Regions from separate parts of the Zea mays genome. Here region 1 is linked to region 2. A link is a contact called in public Hi-C data. All regions are on one chromosome and are shown on one strand. The core of a region is the stretch at or near the end of the contact, and the rest is flanking DNA. Distances in the headings are between cores, read along the strand shown.

The links. Hi-C and Micro-C count contacts between places; a contact is called where the count stands out from the background.
Region 1: a Hi-C map of ear shows a contact between it and region 2, with 1.9 times the contacts expected there. The contact joins the promoter of LOC118476021 here to the promoter of LOC542634 in region 2. A contact is called at or near these places in 2 of 25 Hi-C or Micro-C datasets (ear and tassel).

The regions. Positions count from the first base shown.
Region 1 is chr1:82,234,210-82,237,166 of Zm-B73-REFERENCE-NAM-5.0, forward strand. It overlaps LOC118476021, which reads right to left and starts at 1,270. Exons shown (of 9, transcript XM_035964038.1): 1 at 1-1,270. It overlaps LOC541850 (glutathione S-transferase42), which reads left to right and starts at 1,949. Exons shown (of 2, transcript NM_001319764.2): 1 at 1,949-2,354; 2 at 2,474-2,957. The coding sequence starts at 2,031. The coding sequence ends at 2,866.
Region 2 is chr1:82,102,072-82,105,257 of Zm-B73-REFERENCE-NAM-5.0, forward strand. LOC542634 (glutathione S-transferase GST 34) reads right to left here and starts at 1,451. Exons shown (of 2, transcript NM_001112159.1): 1 at 1,101-1,451; 2 at 453-967. The coding sequence starts at 1,424. The coding sequence ends at 614.

The DNA of each region.
Region 1 (2,957 bases), core at 20-2,519, 130 kb after region 2:
GTCTGTGCACATACCCATTTTTACTTTGCCTAGTGTCAGTTCAGGAACTAGGCAAACAGACACTTTGCCTAGTGTCAGTTCAGGACACTAGGCAAAGAGGCATTTTGCCTAGTGTCTTTTTTTGACACTCGGTAAAATATTTTTTTATTTTCTTTTTTGCTTCCAAACTTTTTATGATATGTTTCTATAGCACCTAGAATTACATGTAAAGTTTTGATAATTTTTAAAAATGTTTAGCTATATTTAGTAAATTTATTTCATTTAATTGAATTTCGTCTGATAATTTAAATTTGAACTGCAAGTCATTCGCATAATGGAAAAATAGATGGAAAAATGATATTCATGTTATTTAGTATAATTTGAGGCCTTATCCGGTAACATACCAGAGATTTCGAACATCATGTTCACAAAACTTGACCACAAACGTGTGGTCTAGTTGTTTTTAAATTGCATAAAAAGCAAATGAAGTCGGAAAATCATAAAACTTGTCGAGATGTCATGATACCATATGTGGAGGCTATGATAAAAATTTGACAATATTCCATAAAAGTTTTTATGTACAATGCTTACAAACCAAAGAATTGAGAGAGAAGTTTAATGATTTAATGTAGAGGCCGACTAGGTGGTAACTATCATTCGTGTCAAACTTGTATGAAACCTTGTCAACTTTTTATCACAGCCTCCACATATGATATCATGACATCTCGACAAGTTTAATGATTTTCTGACTTTGTTTGATTTTTATACAATTAAAAAACAACTGGATCGTAAGTTTGTGGTCATGTTTCGTGAACATGATGTTTAAAATTTATAGTCTGTTACTCGATAAGGTCTTAAATTATGATAAATAACATGAATATCATTTTTCCATCATGCAAATGACTTGCAGTTCAAATTTGAATTATCAAAAGAAATTCAATTAAATGAAATAAATTGAGTAAATATAGCAAAAACTTCAAAAAATTTACCAAAGCTTGACATGTAGTTCTAAGTGCTATAGAAACACATCATAAAAAGTTTGGAAGCAGAAAGAAAAGAAAAAAATTATTTTACCGAGTGTCAAAATAAGACACTAGGTAAAGTGCCTCTTTGCCTAGTGTTCTAGTCCGACACTAGGCAAAGAGACATTCTTTGCCGAGTGTCGAAGTCAGATACTCGGCAACGTTAACGGTTGGTGGATGGTGTTAGATGACGACACTAGTTTATCAAGTGGTTTTCTTTGCCTAGTGTCTGGCACTAGGCAAACACCCAATTTGTCGAGTGTTTTTTTTGCCTAGTGTCTGGCACTAGGCAAACATTCGATTTGCCTAGTGTTTTGCTTTGCCTAGTGGCGGATACTCGGCAAACGACTGATTTGTCTAGTATCTTGTTTTGCCGAGCGTAACACTTGCCTAGTGCCTGTGAATTCATACTCGGTAAAATATTTAGCGTTAGGCAAAGTTTGTCTCTCCCGTAGTGAAGAAGTGGAGGTAGAAGGAGAATAGTTCTCAAGGTTGAGATCCACGTCATCGGCACCTCTAATCTGAGTTATACCATTATTTATGGAGGGTTTTTATACTCTCTAATAACAACTCCAAATATTTTTTGTTGATCTCGAAGATTCGTAAATCTTGATTTATGGTTCCCTCTATTGCTATCTAGAGGTAACCCCACAAGCAAGAAATACGTCGATAATGTTTCGTTGACGATGGAACCAATGTCAAATTTCTCACTTGTCAGCCGTCAGAAGTATTGCCAGCTGACAAAAAAATAAAATTGGTTGCCGCCCTGCCGGCATGTGATGTTGCCGATTTCTTGGATCCTCGTGCAAGCAATAAAAGCCCTCTAGATTGTTCCAACAGTCTGTAAAAAAATAAGCGTTCGAGCTACATGCTAGAAGTCAATCAAAGCAAGCAAAAGAGGTGGCATCTCAGCAGCTGCAGAGGATGCTCTGCGTTTTTTTTTTCATATATAAGAAGATAGACTCCCCGGCACATCCCTCCGCAGAGAATTAAGCCAACGGAAAAAAAAAGAAGAGAGCTACTACAGCAATGGCCGGAGGAGATGACCTGAAGCTGCTGGGCCTGTGGGCGAGCCCGTACGTGCTGCGGGTGAAGCTCGCGCTCAGCCTCAAGGGCCTGAGCTACGAGAACGTGGAGGAGGATCTGAGGGACAAGAGCGAGCTCCTGCTCAAGTCCAACCCCGTGCACCAGAAGGTCCCCGTGCTGATCCACGGCGGCAAGCCCATCTGCGAGTCGCAGGTCATCCTGCAGTACATCGACGAGGCCTTCGCCGGCACCGGCCCGTCCCTCCTCCCCGCCGACCCCTACGAGCGCGCCGTCGCTCGCTTCTGGGCCGCCTACATCGACGACAAGGTACGTACGCACGCATGGCCTCAGGTCCTTCTCCAATCGATTGCGTGAGGCGCGCAGCGCGCAGGCTCGGGCTCTTGTATAATTGACCGACCGTGTATATACACACGCGTTGCGCGCAGATGCTGCCCGCCTGGAACCAGTCGACGATGGGCAAGACGGAGGAGGAGAGGGCCGAGGGGAAGAAGCAGTCGGTCGTGACGGTGGAGACGCTGGAGGGCGCGCTGAGGGACTGCGGCGGCCAAGGGAAGCCCTTCTTCGGTGGGGACAGCGTCGGGTACGTCGACGTCGTGCTCGGCGGCCTGCTCGGGTGGGTGCGCGCGTCGGAGGAGCTGCACGGCGTCAGGCCCTTCGACCCCGAGCGGACTCCGCTGCTGGCGGCGTGGTCGGAGCGCTTCGGCGCGCTGGATGCCGTCCAGACGGTGATGCCCGACGTCGGCAGGCTGCTCGAGTTCGGCAAGGCGTTGATGGCACGTCTGGCGGCTGCGGCCGCCGCCGGTGCAAGCAATAACTGAAAAGGGCATGGTGTATCCGTCATGTGTTTCAGGTTTTCGTATAGTGACAAAAAAAAAGGAAAAAATAATGCTAGCTACGCATCGGAACGCG
Region 2 (3,186 bases), core at 201-2,700:
GGGCCGGGCCATAGCACGCGGGCCTTCGTAGCCGTCCAAACCCGGCCCGCTTAACGGGCCGTGCCGACCCGAACCCGTTATTAACCGTGCCGGACCGTGCTTGGACCGGACCAAAATCGTGTCGGGTCACGGGCCAAACGGGCGACCCGCGCTGTTTGGACATCTATAGATGAGAGGAACGCGAGAGTTCAACGAGGAGCATCGTCAGCTTGTGCTGCCGGGTGCTGAGGCGGACGACCGCTACCGGCGCGCAGCTGGCAGATGAGCGGCGCCGCTGGAGCAGCGAGAGAATGCGCACGATGTTGCCGCCAGCAGGAAGCCTAGGCATATGCGCCCGGTCGTGTTGTTGTTTTGTTAAACTGGACTTTATCCTTGAAACTGAAATGGAATGTACGAGTTCAGAACAGTAAGCTTTGCACTGAAGAATACAGATCGAGCCACTAGTGTATATATATGTCGATTTCCCTTTGACGGGCAGCAAAGCTTTATTTTCACAGAAGGACATGTATACAAACTACATGCTATTGACGGTGACATGCACCGGCACATGCGCAGTGAAAATCACAAAGCGCAATGCGGAGCCATTTTGCTCACTTTGGGAGCATTGATAGGATTAAGAGAACGACCCATAGGTCACGCTGAACTCAACGAACTTGTCGGCGTCAGGGATCGCGTCCACCACGGCCGGGTGGGCGCACAGCCGGTCAGCCCACGCCACCAGGTTGGGAACCTTCGCCTCGTCCAGCAGAGTGACCCCCGCGATCTTCTCCACCGCCTTCACCCAGCCGACGTGCGACACCAGGGCGATGTCCAGGTACCCGACGCTGTCCCCGCCGAAGTAGCGCTTCCCCTGGCCGAGCTGCGCGAAAGCCTCCTCCAGGAGCTGCAGGGCCGCGGACAGCTGCCCCGCCGCCTGCTCCTTGTCCCCGTCGTACGTTCCCTTCAGTACGCGGATCGCCGGGTGCATCTGCGTATACGTACACGTCAACCAGCCAGCCGGGAAACCATCATTGCTAAATTTCTGTGGAGAACCGATCAGAATTGCGTGCTCGATCAGAGGAAGAGCTCGGTCGGTCGGTTCGAGTCGACTAGCTAGCTACCTTGTCGTCGACGTACTGCGCCCAGAACCGCTGGACAGCGCGCGCGTAAGGGTCGGCGGGGAGGATGGCCGCCGGCGCGCCGGAGGACCAGACCTCGTCGATGTACTGAACGATGATTAGGGACTCGGAGAGGGGCTTGCCGTGGTGGAGCAGGACGGGGATCTTCTTGTGCACCGGGTTCGACGCGAGCAGCAGCTCGCTCTTGCTGCCCACCACCTCCTCCACGAACTCGTACTCCACATGCTTCAGCTTCAGCGCGATCAGGACGCGGATCACGAACGGGCTCGGCCATAGGCCGATCACTCGCACGGCGGCCTCCGACATTTTTTTGCTCGGATCGAGTTCTTGGCCCAGGGGAGAGCTCTACTGACAGGTGACAGCACTACTGTTTCCGTCGTGAATCGTGACCTACAAATATACCCTGAGGACAAGTTTGCTGCGAGTTGCATGTGGATATATGAGCTCTCGCTCGTTCTTTTCCCTTTTTCTCCACGGGCTATCTAGAGATTCTAGACGTCCTTGCGTGCGTCATGTTCCGGACACGCGAGCGGATCCTCTGTACTTAGAGGATTTTTACTTCCTCCGGACACAACTGCCTCTTTTTTGAGCGTCGTACCTTGCATTTCCAGATGAGGAAGCTGCTGTGTGCTGGATTTTGTGCGGTCGACCAGTTCAGAACAGTACACCTTGCCAGTCAGTCAACCGTTTCCTAATCAAACAGGAAGAGAGAGAGACAAAGAGTTGACAGAAAAAATGAACATTTTTCTCCTTTTCTATGAACTAGACTAGAAGCACTACACAAAAACAAAAACTTCCTACGGTTTTTTAACTTCATACAGCTTTTATAATAAACCGTAGAAAATATAAATAACTTCCGAGAGGCAATTGGTAGCTCTAGGAAATAAACATAACTTCCTACGGTGTTTTATAAAAATTGTAAGAAGTTAGCTTTCACATGCTAACTCAAGCGTGTGGTCAAACAAGCCGCTAACTTCTTATGGGCTACAGTCAGCCCAACTAACTTCCTACGGGCTACAGTAAGTCGTAGGAAGTTAGTCAGCTGATGGCGTGAAGCTACTAACTTCCTGTTGGGGACTTGTTCTCAAATGCTATAAATTGAAAACAAGGCAACATAAAATGTTAAATATTAAAACCCTTTGTCCGCTGAAGTATTATTTCCCTGAGGATTTAATGAGCTTCGGACGAAGGTTAAAGATGATGAACTACAAAGGTCTCACATTCGTAGTTAGAAGTAAAATAACGCAGAATAAAATATAAAACGTTAAAGAATATTAAGAATAGCTCATTTTATCTTATAAACTGAGATATTAAAACATGGTGTTTGATTACATTTATACCTTTGCCTTGACAGAGAGCAATAATTCCTGTTGGGCCTATGCTTCGTCGCCGAAGGTCTTGCAGGGAGAAGCAGTCTTCGACGGAAGCTGTTTGTATAAAATGGCCGAAGGTTCCTCTTTGTGAAGCTTCGGTATTGCAAACCGACTTAAAGATAGAATGACCTTTTAGTCCATAAAGGTCTGAGTCAATGTTGTAAGTTTTTATAAGGGGCTTACTTGTAATTCCTCACAGGCTGCGTCCTGTGCCTATAAATAGTGAACAGTATTCCATTACTGTTCACGCATTCGAGTTATTGCAATCGCATCTTCTGGAATCCAACCTTTTGCCAAGGCAAAGGTATTAATGTATTCAATGATTCAATACATTAAATAGATACAATGTAATTTGTCTATGATGTATTTATCCCCTTTATACCTTTTTATGTTATCTTATAATTTTTACTGAAATTTTATTACGAAGACTTAAACTTCGTAATTATGCTCTTATTAGCCTTCGTCCAAGGCCCATTATCCTCAAGGGAATAATGTTTCATGGACGAAGGACATTGACATTTAACATATTATGTTGTCTTGTTCTTAATTCATAGCATTTGAGAACAAGTCCCCAACATTGGCGCCCACCTCCGGTGAACTCACTTCCACTTTTTTGAGCTAATGGCTTCGTTCAACGACCAAACTGGAGCTGCTTCGGACCCGAAGCTGGTGCTCCCGATCACAGGTGGCTCGTC